Linked DNA regions of Mus musculus: region 1 is linked to region 2. A link is a contact called in public HiChIP or PLAC-seq data. All regions are on one chromosome and are shown on one strand. Each heading gives the region's core, a stretch centred on a gene start, on an enhancer-like site or on the middle of the called end of the contact. The rest is flanking DNA. Distances are from core to core; before and after follow the strand shown.

Region 1 (7,217 bases), core at 1,934-4,433, 200 kb after region 2:
CAACCCAAACAAAGCTAAATGTAGTGTACCCCTTTAAGCCCAGCACTTGGTAGGCAGAGGCAGGTGGATCTCTATGAGTTTTGAGTCCAGCCTGGTCTTAGTGAGTTCCAGGACAGCCAGGGCAGCACAGCGAGACCCTTGTTGAAACAACACAACCAAACCAAACCTAAACCAAACCCCACTGGCTAAAGAACAGAGATATTTCTGATGGTGTTTTGTTTCTCATACAGGAGAAAACCACCCCTGAACTTTACTACCTATCTGTGGTGCTGTCAGTGGGCAGCCTGGTATCCACGGGTGAGTCAAAACACCTCCCAAGCCCCTATCCAGACCCCCTTGCAGACCCCTCAAGGGAAGACACTGTGTGAGCTCAGAGGCCCCAGCTCCTCTTACTGCAGAACTCACAGAGACAGAGTGTTAAAGACAGGAAAGGGAGGCTTTGGATGGGATGTAAAGAAACTTCCTGGGACGCAGCTCAGTTGGGAAGAGTGCCAGCCAGCACAGCTGAGGTCCGGGGCTCAGCCACCAGCACCACCCTATGCCCAGGTGGTGACACACAGGTTGGCAGTCCCAGACACTCCAGAGGAGGTAGAGGCAGAGATGGAGACAGGTGGTTTTCTGTGAGTCGGAGGCTAGCCTGGTCTACCTAATGAGTTCTAGGAACTATGTAATAGAGAAACCCTGTCTCAAAGTTAGATCTTCCACAGCAGCTTTAGTTAGCTGCATTGGATCTGCACAGGACTGGGCCTCTTAACATCCCGTCATCATGGCCAGAGGAGGGGGCTCATAAGGCCTCACCCCTTCCCTCCCCAGGGTGCACACTATTGGCAGTTAATGGTAGCTGGAGAGGGAGTCAGATTTTTCTTTGGTTGTAGGCACTGGTAAGGCGCCTTGCTCACACACCTCCTCACCCCCCATTTATGCAGGCAACATTAATTAAAGCCTCTAGGCCACAAAGAAAACAAAACAAAAAAAAGTCATGGAAGTTGGGTGGGATGTGTTGGGGAAGAAAGGTTTTGAGGTGGGAGAGGGGGTAAGGCAGTACTGCGGGAACACGATCAACAAACATTTATATATGCCATCCCCTTGTGTATGAACTTTTGAAGGAATACGTTTTTAAAAGCATCCTTCTCACCTGAGTCCTGCTCCACCTTATTAGACACTGTGCTCTGTCCTGCAGTGCTTTTTTCTGGCATGGGGCTCATCTGGCTGTCCAAAGTGACCTGCCCAAGACCAGATGCTAAGCCAACAGTCTGAAGCTAGCCCATAGGTCCTGCTGGTTTCCTGCCTCATTTACACACCTGGGCTGACTGAGTCCGCCCCAGCATTACCACTGTGTACCGTCAAGCATCTCACAAGATGACCTAGCTGCCATTTCTACATAAAATGTCTGCTGCACATCATAACCACGCAAAAAGCATGCCAAGACTAGCCATCATAGAAGTTGCTTAATGAGTGCTGAAGAAGCGGGAAACGATTGGTCAACTGATACCACAGGATCGCCATTAAAAACACCTTCATACGAAGGAGGAGTGAGTGTCTACACAATACTCTCAAGATTGCTACAATGACTTCCTATAAACCTCGGATCTTATAAAATAGGGACATTAGAATCTGAGCCGATGACACCGGCAGAAGTGGACATTGTCAAAAGAAATCGCTCATCTCAGCAAAGTGAAGCTTCACAGGAAAACAGTCGTGCAGACCTAAGATCTCACCAAGATCAATCTATACATTCTTTACGTTGTGGGAACTTTTGGATAAAGAGAATCTCTTTATGGGTTACAACAATCTTTCATATTACTACAGCCAATTATTTTGTAGAACATATAGCCAGTGTCTGAGCCTCACTCTGCTGCTGTGACAAAACACTCTGACCAAAAGCAACTTGGGGAGGAAGGGTTCTTTTGCCTTATACTTCCAGGTCAGTCCATCACTGAAAGAATTGGGGCACGGGCTCTAGGAGGAACCTGAAGCAGACACTACTGAGGAATGAATGCTGCTGCCTCCTGGCTTAAACTCAGTCTGTAGACCAGACTGGCCCTGAACTCAGAGATATCATTCCATCTCTGCCTCTTTAGTGCCAATGCCCAGCACCTAGGAAGCTGGCTTTCTTATACAGCCCAGTACATCAGGGTGGCCTCGAACTCAGAAATCCACCTGCCTCTGCCTCCCGAGTGCTGGGATCAAAGGCCTGCGCCACCACGCCCGGCTTAACTATGAACTTCTAACACCCCCCCCCCTTCAACTTCACAAAGGCATCACTGTAAGCTATAACCTTTCGATTTCTTGTCTCCAAAGTCCCTGTTAACATTATAAAACAAAAGCATAGACCAACTTTCAAAATTCTCAGTCTTTCAAAATTTCAAAACTTTTAAAGTTCCGAGTCTCTTTAAAAGTCCAAGTCTTTTAATCATGAGCTCCTGTAAAATCAAAATAAGTTTCATACTTTCTAATCCCAAAAGGGCAGAACCAGAGAATAGGAATAATCACAATTAAGCAAACCCAGAATCCAACAGTGTAGCTCAATATCCGACATTTGGGACTCAGGATCTGGGTCCCAAAGGGCTGGCATAGCCCTTTCTCCACTCAGCTCCCTGGTAACAGTTTACAGTCCACTCAGCAGCAATTTAACTGGTTCTCAAAGGCTGTGTGGGCTTGCTCTTTCCCAGATTTGGAAACGACTAAAAGGGAATGTCCTTCTCAGCACTGGCTTTCCCCCATTGCCTCTCACCCACATCCCTCTAAGTTCATGGGCGTCTGCTCTCAAGAAATCTCTAGAGAGGAAGAATCCAGGCCACCCCAAGTGGGGGAACTGACCTGCACCAAGGTCACAGGAAAGTTACCAACTTTTTGGTTCCAAGAACTAAAGGGCAAGAGTTGACTATGAAGAGCTGGCCCCAGGGACCGTTACAAAAGTCTCTAAAGGCCCAGCCATTGTGCATTGTCCCTTGCTTGGCAAAGTACGGGTCACCGGGCTAACGCTCGCACAGGCTCGTCTCCTAGGACCTCGGTGGGTTGCTTACCAGGCCTTGAAGGCCAAACGGCCCTAGTCCTCCAGGAGACAACCTCGGCCCGGACGCCAGCGCAGGGAACACCGCCGCCTTGCTCTCATTGGCCCCACACAGCCGGAAGTGCGCGAATCCAGCGGAAGTGCTCGCTCCATGCGGTCCGCCAGGCCGGGGAGTCAGGTAGGCGGGGCCCCTGGTTCCAAACCCTGGGATCCGCTAGCGGGCGGCAGGCGGGGATCGGGAGGGCGAAGGAGGTTGTCCTGTTTTCCGATCAGGGAGGACGGAGAAGCGTTTCGCAGGCGTAGGACTCCCCGCCTCCTCAGGTGACCACCGGGCCTGCTGGAGCCCGGCCTTGGCGGGACCTGCACACCTCGGCGGGAGCTTGGAGTTCGTCTGTCCGCGGGGAGGAGGCCGGCATCCGAGCGTGCGGTCCGGCTCTGCCTTATTTTTGCTCCGGTGGTCCCGGGCCCGGGCTTTGCTCACCTCCGTCCCTGAGAAGGTGTGCTTTCTGCCCTTGCCTTCTCGTGCGTCTGAGTTGGACAGTTTTCCTCAAGCCGAGTCCCGAGTGCTGTGGCCTCACCCAGAGGAGACTCGGCAAAAGCTACGGGAGGCACAGCCCAGGGATTCAGTGGCCTCTCCCGCGTCTTCCTAGGAATGGAGAACGTATTTCAGTTACAGTCTGCTTAGCGGGAAGTGATCTGGACAGCTGTAGGCCAAGTTCAGACACAGCAAATAAAACTCTTAACAGTTTTACCTTGTTCTAGCCAGCTCCACCCCAGGAGGTTTGAAGTTTGAGCCTCCGGTAAACTTTATGACAACTTCGCTTTCCTCAAATTGATGACACTCAGAGCTCCGACAGTTGGCGAGTTTTGAGCACCGTGCACGGGACAGGATACTGGAACCCCGGTGAGCGTGAATGAATATATTCCACTCCAGATGACAGTGTTGGCCATTTCGGCAGTCTCAAAGGAAACGCATCACTTTTATTCAATACTAGGTGGTGCCAGTGAGTCAAATCTTTCTGGTCTAAATCTGTAGTGTGGTTAAAGTTTTTTTGTTGTTGCTTTGTTTTTTTTTTTTTGTTTTTGTTTTTTTTTTTTTTGTTTGTTTGTTGTACAAGCCTTTATTTTTCCTTAAATTTATTCAGAATAACTTTGCCTTTTGAGACTGTATTGCAGCTTGGGAGTGCAGTCTGGCGTAGCGTATATGTAGCATTCTGGTTCCTCCATTTCCCCCAAGAAGAGATAAATTTTTGTGTTAAACAGTAATAACTTACTGTGCAGGGGATTTATCTTAATGGTAGAGTCCTTGCTTAGCAGGAATGAGCGCCTGGATTCAATCCCCTGTTCTGGGGGAAGAAAAACAAGTCTGGGCATGTTAGCACATACCTGTAATCTTAGAAAAAATATGTTCTTTTCATTTTACATTTTCATAATTTACTTTTTTCTTTTTCTTTTTTTGGGGGGCGTGGTTCTAGACAGGGTTTCTCTGCGTAGTTCTGGCTGTCCTGGAACTCACTCTGTAGACCAGGCTGGCCTCGAACTCAGAAATCTGCCACCCAGCATTTTAGATTTTCTTAATTTTGAATTGCACCAATATGTTGAATCTTCCCAAGTAACCAAATACAGTGTACTCATGTGGGCTTATTGTTCTTACAGTGATTAAAATGGCTTCCAGAGGAAAGACAGAGACAAGCAAACTAAAGCAGAATTTAGAAGAGCAGTTGGATAGACTGATGCAGCAGTTACAAGACCTGGAGGAATGCAGGTAAGTTATAACTATATGTTCTCACTCCGTAAACACTTGTTTGTACGAAGAGAGGTCAGGCTCCGTGGATGCAAGCCTGAAGCCCGCGTGTGACTTTGGTCTCTTCTGTAGTATTTTACAGCACTTGGTTTGTAGAAGCAAACTTGTCAAGCTCTGTAGTCATAAAGCCTCAGCTATGGAAGACTTAAAATACTTAAGCTCCTGGAAATAATGTTTCCTTTGTCTTTAGTATTTTAAACAGCTTTGCCTAGTATGAACTAATTGCTAAAAATACTATGATTAGGCTGGGGACGGGGGTAAGGCTCTGTGGATGAGTGGGTGCCTAACAGCTAGAGGCTCTGAGCCCAATGCCCAGCATCGAAGAAGAAGAAGAAGAAGAAGAGGGACGGGAAGGGAGGTGCTGCTCTCCTGTAATCCCAGCAGTGAGGCAGATGCATGCGGGTAGGAGCGCGTGCTTCACTTCGTGGAGAGCTCCAGGCCAGCCTGCTACATGAGTCACTGTTTCAATAAAGCAGAAGAAAACAAGCATACTAATAATCGTAGCTGTTAATAGCCTTGTAAGGATGTTACAAATGTTAAAACGAAGGAGGCAAAACAGTGCTTGGCCCAATTGAGCACTCCATAAATGGTAGTTCTCTGAGCGGAGCTGCTGTTACTTGTAGTAAATATTTAATAAGCGGCTTGCCTGGAGAATAAAAATAACCTTTTACTCAGATGACAGATGTGTTGTTGTTGTTTGCAGGGTACACAAGGTGCTTCCTACCACTGAAGAGTCTGATGCTAATAGAAACTGTTTAGCTATAACTAGATGCCAGGCACTTTATTTTGTTTAGTCTCCATAAGAATCGTAGTAGCACTGTACTATCATTCTCTGGAGTTGAATAGGTAAGCTGAGGTTTGGCTTTCTGTACTTGGTCGCCCTAGGCTGTGCCGTTGATGCATAAGAGAAGTCACCATGTGCTTGAAGTGTGACTCAAATCAGTAAAAGTTGACCGGGGCGAGGGGAGATGGCACTCTCATCCTGAGTTTAACCTCACTGAAAGGCAGCGGAAATGCCAGAAGTGTAACTCGGGGGACATGTGCACCGCAAGCGATTGGTGTTTCCCTCCAGCTTGCTCTAGAACAGCTGCTAAGATTGTCATGCTTTGAAACTTGTGGTGTACATTTCTGCATTCTGACGTGAGCTGTGACTTAGGGAGGAGCTCGATGCGGATGAATATGAAGAAACTAAAAAGGAAACTTTGGAGCAGCTGAGTGAGTTCAACGATTCGCTGAAGAAGATTATGTCAGGAAATATGACTTTGGTAGATGAACTCAGTGGGATGCAACTGGTAAGAGGAATTCCCTGGTGAGTGAGTGTGTGTGTGTGTGTGTGTCTGTGTGTGTACGAGCCTGTGTGGGGTGTGAGTGGGTGTGTAATTTGTTTTTGTTTTGTGGGTATATTTCAGATAGAAAAGGCATACTTTGAAGGTGAGGATGTAGCTCTGTGGTAGTGTACTTGCTTAGCATGGACAAGACACTAGATTCTATCCCTAACACCTCAAAACAAAAAATTAAATTAAAAAAATAAAACTAAAGAAAGGAAGAAGAGTGGTGTGTTTACCTGATAGCTTCTTGATTTTGTGTCTGCTCGGCTCCAGTAACATGCTCAGAGATGACAAATAACGGATTTCAGGTGCCAAAACCCTTACGTGAGAGCTGTCAGTCAGATGTTGCAGATCTAATTGTGTGGGATATTGTGGTAAGTCTTTGCATTCCTGCATTTCTAGGCCATCCAGGCAGCCATCAGCCAGGCCTTTAAAACTCCTGAAGTCATCAGATTGTTTGCGAAGAAACAACCAGGCCAACTTCGGACAAGGCTAGCCGAGGTAAAGCTCTTTACACGGTGCGGTTGCTGTGTGTGTTTTTCTCCAAGCCCGTGAATTCACTTCTTGTACTTGCCTGCTCTTTAAATCCTGGGCACACAGAGAAACCCTGTTTCAAAATACCAAGTGTGGTATTAGAGCCACACTCAATTGTCAACAGTTGCTACCTGGGACAATTATAATTAATCATAAATGGATGTTTAACCACTGGGTGGGTATTCAAATTACTTCCAACCACTTCTTTAGTATTTTGTCCTTAACGTGTGGGGCTCTAACTTGAGATTCTGTTGGGATTGGAGTCAGCACTGCTTCTGTGTGTACACTGCCAACATTTTCTTTTCTCTTCTTTTCCTCTCAGATTTACTTGTATTATTTTAAATGATGTGTGTACTCATATGTGCGGGTGCTCTCAGAGGCCTAAGGCATCAGATACCCTGGAGCCAGCCCCAGAGCCGATTCTTAGCTGCCCAGTGTGGGTTCTGGGAATTGAACTTGGGTTCTCTGAACGAGCAGTACACAGTTCTCGGCCACTGAGTCGTGTCTCCGGCCTCTCAAGCAGCTTTTTCTGTTGTTG
Region 2 (7,423 bases), core at 1,372-3,871:
GTACTACACACTTGGGGAACTGTAGGGCCAAGCTCTCATAGCCCAGGCTGACCTAAAAGTTGTGTTCCTTCTGCCTCCCCCTCCTGCACACTTGCAGTCACCACCAAGTTAAGTCTTATTCGCAGGCTGCTCTCTAAGTCCTCCTTTAGACATCTGAACAGCAGCTACAACTCCCGAGGTCTCAATGTATCTTTCTTCCCGAATCAATGACCCTTCATCCAGAAATTCTTCACTTTGCCTTGTGTTCAAACTCCTAATTCTCATGCCACTGTCAACACTGTCTACCTTAAGAAGGCCAGAAAAGAGCAGGATGGTGTCATTATCTACACTATAGATGAACATCGTTAAAGCAGTCATCACACGTGTCTCAAAGGCCTGACTGTAGTTTAGTAATGAGCCAGAGTTAATCCTGCTCTCCTTGCAATCACTTCCAGTAAAGATTACCTTCAGAAGGGGCTGGAGAGATGGCTCAGCAGTTAGGTGCTTACCACTCTTGCAAAGGACCACAACCACCTCTAATTCCCATTCCCCAGAGTCTGACAACTGCTGGATTCTCTGGGCTCCTACACAAATAAACTTACACAGGTACACACACATACACATAAATTAAAAAAAAAAAAATATATATATATATATATATATTCTTTTAAAAGCTAAAACTTAGAGGACTGACAAGATGGCTCAGTAGGGAAAGATGCTTGCCATCAAGAGACAACCTGGGGTTGTGGGGGAAGGGTGCTGAAGAGATGGCTCAGTGGTTAAGAGCAATTCCAAAGGTCTTTAGTGCAATTCCCAGCAACCACAGGGTGGCTCACAACCATCTGTAATAGAATCTGATGCCCCCTTCTGGTGTGTCTGAATAAGTAAATCAAACAAAACAAACAAACAAAACCCCTTGGTTTGGTCCCTGTGTCCTCCACGATGGAAGAAGAGAGCTGACTCCCTTACTCCCTGACCTCCATGAAACACCATGGTGTGTGTGTGTGTGTGCAATGTTTACACTCACACAAAAACTAAGTAATGTAAAAGTCTTAGCCTTCCAAAGTCTGCTAAATACTTTACTCCTCCCCACAACTGTGGGGAGCATAAATATACAAAATGTTTTCATTACGGAACCCTAGAAAACAAGGCTGTTAAAAGAAGATTTGTATTTAAAGCCCTTTTTATTCTGCAGAATAAATTTGTTTATCTAATATCTCAAAGTCACTAATGCAGTAATTACACTGCTGTCGACAAACTACCAAGGCTCTGCCTGCAGCTATAATCAACATATCAGCGTGGGAGCTCTGCAACTTTATATTAACTTCTCTCAAAAGCAGGATGTCTGGGTTTGTTAAAATCCTCGTGACGGACTAGGCATGGTGGCTCGTGCCTGTAATCATCCCACTCACGAGGCTGAGGCAGGAGGATGATTATTTGTGGACTTCTAAGGCTGCACAGTATGACTCTGCCTCAAAAACACAAAGCAAAAAGCCCAGTGATACCAGAGTAGCCTTCATCTGCTGAAAGAATCCTACGTCAAAAATTAAGGGAAAAGGGCACAAAATAAAATATTATATCCACCATTTATATTTCAAAACCATGAAATCAAAACCTACAGCCATAACCTTTTAGAGTCTTCTGCCAATACAGTAAAAGGGCAGAAAACATAAAGTAGATTTGAATAAAATACTTATAACCAAAAAGTGCTTTAACCATTTAAATATAACAAACTACATCCCTAATGTGATTTAAAAAAAACAAACCCAAACAGGTGTGTGTGTGTGTGTGTGTGTGTGTGTGTGTATATGTATATATATATATATATGAATGAATGAGTGGTGGCAACATCTCAACCCCAGCATTCTAAAGGAAGAGTTCAAGGTGAGCTTTGTTTACCTAGTGAGTTCTAGAACAGCAGGACAGCCAGGGCTATATAAAAAGACTCTATCAAAGGGGGGATATGAAAAGAAAAGAAAACAAGCCACAACTCTCCAATGTCACCATATGGTCATTCTTTAAAACAACAAAACATGAGACTAGACAGGCATGGTGGTGCACACCTTTAATACCAGCCCTCGGGAGGCAGAAGCAGGCCGATTTCTGAATTCGAGGCCAGCCTGGTCTACAGAGTGAGTTCCAGGACAGCCAGGGCTACACAGAGAAACCCTGTCTTGAAAAACAAACAAACAAACACACAAACCAACCAACCCCATGCGACTAGAGAGACTGCTTTTCCAAAGGACTCTGGTTCATTGCAGTCGCCCACAGGGCAGCTCACAACCTCCTGTGAATCCAGTTCTGGGAGATCTGACCTCTCTTCTGGCCTCCACAGGCATCAGGAGACCAGACATGCAGGCAAACAAATAAAACAGGACAAAATTTAGAACACACTTGCTTTATACAATTTTTTTTTAATTCTAAAAGCTAGATATGGTGGCTCAGGGGATCAAGGTAGGAAGATAAAAAGGTGAAGCCAGACTCAACGACACAGTGAGATCTTACACTCCCCCACCAAAACAAACAGCTGATCTTCCTAAGCAAATATTGAACAATTTTAGGAGATAAAGCTGGGGCCAGGGAGATGGCTGAGAGGTGAAAGTGCTAGCCACATACAGAGTTACTCACCAGAATCAACATAAAAAGGTGTAGTGTGGGTCAGCAGACAGCTCAGCAGTAAGGAACACTTGCTGCTCAATTCTAAGGCCTAGAGTTCAGATCCCAGCACCCACGTCGGGCAGTTCAATAACACTTGTAACTCTTACCCCAGGGATCTGACACCCCGTGGCCTCAACAGGCACCACAAACATAAGCATGTGCACACACATAAACAAACCACAAAGGCCAAGGAGCCTGGCAAACAAGATGACAGCAGAGTCAAGAGAACAAAGCAGAAGGCGGAGAACCAACCCCAGAATCATTGCCTTACTGCATTCTCTGCTCTGCCAAAACAAAGGGCTTCTGAGAAACCCCCAACCTTTCCCGTCTCCTCCCTCCCTTATAAAGATGCCCCTCCCCGGTGCTTTCCAATGGGCATCATACTACTTCAATTACTTTTATCTCTAAAATAAACCAAAAACTCTAAAAGGTTCTGCTTGCTGAATATTTCCTGCTTATACCCACATCATACACATTACTGAACAATACATCTGTGAACAACAGTATTTAGCCTACTGTAACGCACAATCCTTGACAGAGCAACCACTGAAGGCCTGCCCTCCCTAACAAACAGAAGCAGCAGACCAGCTTGCTAGCTCACCCTCCATTTCAGATCTCACTGGGTTACCAAACGCAATCACAGCACCTTGCTACTGGCATGAATATTTAAAAATTAACTTTAAAATGGACAGCAGAAAACCAAGGTCAGGTTTCCTAGCAGATCTTATTGTTGGGAGGGCATAGGGACACACACTTTTAATCCCAGCACTCCGAAGGCAGAGGCAGGCAGGTTAAGTCTCAGCCCACCCTACTTTACATAGGTTTTCCAGGAGAGCCAAGGCAAAAAGAGATTTCCCATGGAGGCCAGAAGAGGGTGAGGGATCTCCCTAGATCCAGAGTATTGGATGGTTATGAGTCACCCACCGCAGTGAATGATAGGAAATGAACCCAGTCCTCTGCAAGAGCAACAAGTGCCCTTAACTGCTGAGCTACCTCTCCAGCCCCCAGCTGTCTCTTGCATAGCTGTTTTGGTATGAAAACAATGTAAGCAGTTTAAAAGCTTATATATAATAAAATCAGTTTTCGGGCCAGTAAGAAGCACAGGCATTTACCACCAAGCCTGATGACCCATTCTTGATTCCCAGAACGCACATGGAGAAAGAAGAGAATCAACTTCCAAAAGTTGTGCTCTGATCTCCACATGTGCACTGTGGCACAAATACTGCCCTCCCCAACACACACAATAAATAATTAATGCAATTTAAATTTTTTAATGCAGTTCTTAGGCCAGCAAGAAAGCTCAGCAGATATGAGCACCTCCTGTGTAAGCCTGACTACCTGAGCTGGATCTCCAGGACCATGAGCCACAAGAAGATAAAGCTGACACTCCATGGTCGTTCTCCACATGTGCACCATGGCACAGCAGACATGTGCCCCCAGCCACCACCACCACACACACACACACACACACACACACACACACACACACACACACACACAGTCTCTGTCTCTCTTTGTCTCTGTCTTTTTGTCCCTCTCGCGCGCGTGTGCGCACACACAGGGTAAAATATATTTGAATAAGTGGATGGATGAAAAGCAGTTCCAAATATACACAGAAAAAGTCTCATCTAACTTATACACAATTATTTCTGACTTTAAACTTAACATTCCTAGCTAGCACAATGGCTCGACCAGTAAGTAGGCTTCCTGCTGAGCCTTATGAGTTCAACCCCTGGAATCCACAAAGTAAAAAGAGAAATGACCCACAAGGTGTCTCTGACCGCCACACAAGTGCACAAACGCACAGACATACACACAAAAAATAAAATAAATGCAAAAAAAAACCCCCCAAAAACCAAACCTCTGACTAAAAATAACTTTGGTACTAAGAATAACCACAACATTTTTTTTTTGTTTTTTCGACAGGATTTCTCTGTGTAGCCCTGGCTGTCCTGGAACTCACTTTGTAGACCAGGCTGGTCTCGAACTCAGAAATCCACCTGCCTCTGCCTCCCCGAGTGCTGGGATTAAAGGCGTGCGCCACCACGCCCGACTCAAAATTATTTTTCAAATATCCTTCTACAAGTATATATCATTGTATTTGATCCTTATAAATGGTCCTGGGTTAGATGGTTGGAAAGCAACAGCTTTGCCCCACTTACTGATTCTGGAAACTGAAGCCTCTGTCTCACATGGTATGCAGTGGCTATATCGGTGAGCTACCTCAACCTCAGGATTCCCATTTAACAAAGGAGAACCCTGAGACTCAAAAGTCTGAAATAAACAGTGACAACTGAAACACTGATCATAAGCACAAAGAACACGAGCTACTGAAACCATGAGGCACCCGGGTTTGGACGGGAGTGACTTGGTGCAGGCAAAGCACATGGTCTACCCCTGAGCTATCCTACTAGCTTTGGAATCCCACTGTTTTGTTTTCTGACAGTGTCTCATTGCAAAGCTGGGACTGGCCTCACACTTATTAAGTAGCCCAGCCTGACCTGAAAATCCAGATCTCTTGCCTCAACCTTACAGGTCTAAGCCTGGATGAAATCATGGTCTTGAAGAATATTCAAGAAACAGGAAAGGTATCCAACAGACTATTAAATGACAGACCACTTCAACAGTTTCATTAGATAAAGGAAAACCATTGTACAAACTATGTTATTGTTACTGAAAATGGAGAAAATAAAAGAGCCCTATTTCTATTCTTGTTTTTTTGTCTTGGTATTTTAGAGACAGGGTTTCTTTGTGTAGCTTGGACTGTGCTATAACTAGCTCTGTAGGCCAGGCTGGCCTCAAACTCATGCACATATGCCTGCCTCTGGTGCTGGATCAAAGGTGTGCACCACTACAGCCCAGTCATATGGCTGTAGATATCACCTTTAAGAACAGAAATAGGAAGGGAAAAAAAAAAAAAAAAAGGCAGCCAGATATCTATGAGTTCTAGACCAGCATGGTCTAGAAAAACAAAACAAAACAAAACAAAAAAGGTTCTCTCTCTCTCTCTCCCTCTCCCTCTCTCTCTCCTTATCAATTATGACTAAAGAGAAAGATAAGACAAATTCTATTTAGTGAATCCTTCTTATTGAAGGTACAACAGATAAGAAACACAACCTCAGAACGTGTCCAACTTTACGAGAGCACTGTGCAAAGTAAAAACCTGTACGTCAGCACTGTGTCCTACAGGCGAGGCCTACAGCAGAGACATGAGGAGGATCATCACAGGCAGACTAAAGAAACCTGAAAGAGTAAGCTATGCATCTACTCGCTCTGATCTGCTGAGAAATGGGTGAATAAGGCCGAAAGATGCTCAGTGGTAAAAGTGTTTGCTACGAAGCCTAATGACCCAAGATTGATCCTTGGGACCCACAAGGGAGAAAGAATCACCTCCCTAAGCTGTCTACACACATAAATAATTAATATATATAAATACCTATAACACCTAGAGAGGAATATATCTGTAACAATAGTATCTATCGGCTAACTATTCTAACACTACCCATTATTTCCTAATATAGAAAATAATTACAACACTGACAACAATTACTGCTGCAAAGTGACAGTTAAATCCAAAGACTCCTCTTTTGTTTGTAGAAGCAGCCAAAAAAATACATCATCTCTCTCTTCCTCAATGCAGGGCTATAAATAGAACTCCACAGCAGGCACTTCTAAATAAACACAAGATAGACCACACACACACACACCAAAACAACAGGTTCCAACACTAATATTCTATCAAATTGTGTTCATAAAACTCTTGGAAACAATTAGATAAATAGAAACAGAAGACAGAAGAAATACTTCTAATTTACCAAAAACTAGTATTATTTTTATCACATATAAATATGTCTCAACATGATATGCTGAAGAATTTTTAGGCAAAATGAAAATATAACAAAACAAAAAAATACCAGGGGTCAAGGATGTCCCTCAGTTAGCAAAGCTCTTGCCTAAAGCACATCACCTCATATACCAAACAGACTAATGCATGCCTCTACCATCAGCCTTCAGGAGGTGCAACAGAAGGGGTTAGAGGTCAGCCTGGGCTACAAGAGACGCTGTCTCAAAAAAAAAAAAAAAAAAAAAATCAAGAAGGAAAGAGGGAAGGAGAGAGAAAAAAACAGGATATTCCTGATATCTTGCCTATAAATGAGAGCACAATCTAATCTTTATGATCCTGAACTTTAGCCTAGAAGGAAAAAGTAACATAAATATAGGGGTACAGGGCCAGCAAAATGGCCCAGTGAGTAACAGTTCTTGTCCATGGAAGCCTGATGGCCTCCGCTCAAGCTCCAGAACCCACAAGAGTGGAAGGAAAAAAGCATCCACAGAGTTGCTCTCTGACCCCACACCCACAGTGTGATACACGTCTGTTACACACAGTGATAGGCAGGCAGGCAGGCAGGCAGGCAGGCAGGCAGGCAGATCAGTAAATAAGGAAACTGGAAGAGCTGAAGAGGGACCAGAGGGGAAAGGTCCACCACAAAGCCAGTCGCCAACACATAAGCTTGTGCACAAGAAAGGTGGCCTTCAAGATCCCAGTCTCCCCCCCACCCCCACCCCCACCCCCTTGACAGTACTGAGGAAAGAGAAGGCCCTGACAGTGCAGGATAGGACCTGGACATTCTCTTACTACCATGGCAGGAAGATTTCAGGAGGAGGCTGTGGAGCAAGACTGTGCCGTGGACACACAGAGCCTGGCTTCTGCGTGCACAGGCACAGAGTACCCAACCTCTTCCTCTGCGTGACTGATTAGTTCATAACAGAAAAATCACACAGATGT

What was found. HiChIP or PLAC-seq counts read pairs in DNA pulled down with a chosen protein or histone mark.
Region 1: an H3K4me3 HiChIP or PLAC-seq map of embryonic stem cells shows a contact between it and region 2, with 18 read pairs. The contact joins the promoter of Lzic here to the enhancer-like site in region 2. A contact is called at or near these places in 4 of 39 promoter capture datasets (cranial neural crest, hippocampal neurons, macrophages and 1 more), 4 of 115 datasets of contacts at active chromatin or transcription factors (the SCID.adh cell line, bone marrow-derived macrophages, embryonic stem cells and 1 more) and 1 of 9 other capture datasets (embryonic stem cells).

The regions. Positions count from the first base shown.
Region 1 is chr4:149,482,083-149,489,299 of GRCm38.p6, forward strand. It overlaps Lzic (leucine zipper and CTNNBIP1 domain containing), which reads left to right and starts at 3,184. Exons shown (of 7, transcript NM_026963.6): 1 at 3,184-3,917; 2 at 4,670-4,778; 3 at 5,974-6,109; 4 at 6,548-6,646. The coding sequence starts at 4,678. Nmnat1 (nicotinamide nucleotide adenylyltransferase 1) reads right to left here and starts at 3,128. Exons shown (of 5, transcript NM_133435.2): 1 at 3,027-3,128. It overlaps Tmem274 (transmembrame protein 274), which reads left to right. Exons shown (of 6, transcript NM_001366402.1): 5 at 231-297; 6 at 1,181-1,257. The coding sequence ends at 1,257.
Region 2 is chr4:149,279,635-149,287,057 of GRCm38.p6, forward strand. All of the region lies in intron 2 of Kif1b (kinesin family member 1B), which reads right to left. Among named protein-coding and RNA genes, the nearest start is that of Kif1b, 24 kb to the right of the region's middle. Within about 2 kb of position 2,622, at least 56 of the 459 cell types and tissues checked have an H3K27ac peak or open chromatin away from gene starts, as enhancers often do. A contact at or near this core is called in embryonic stem cells and memory CD8 T cells, where this site is marked.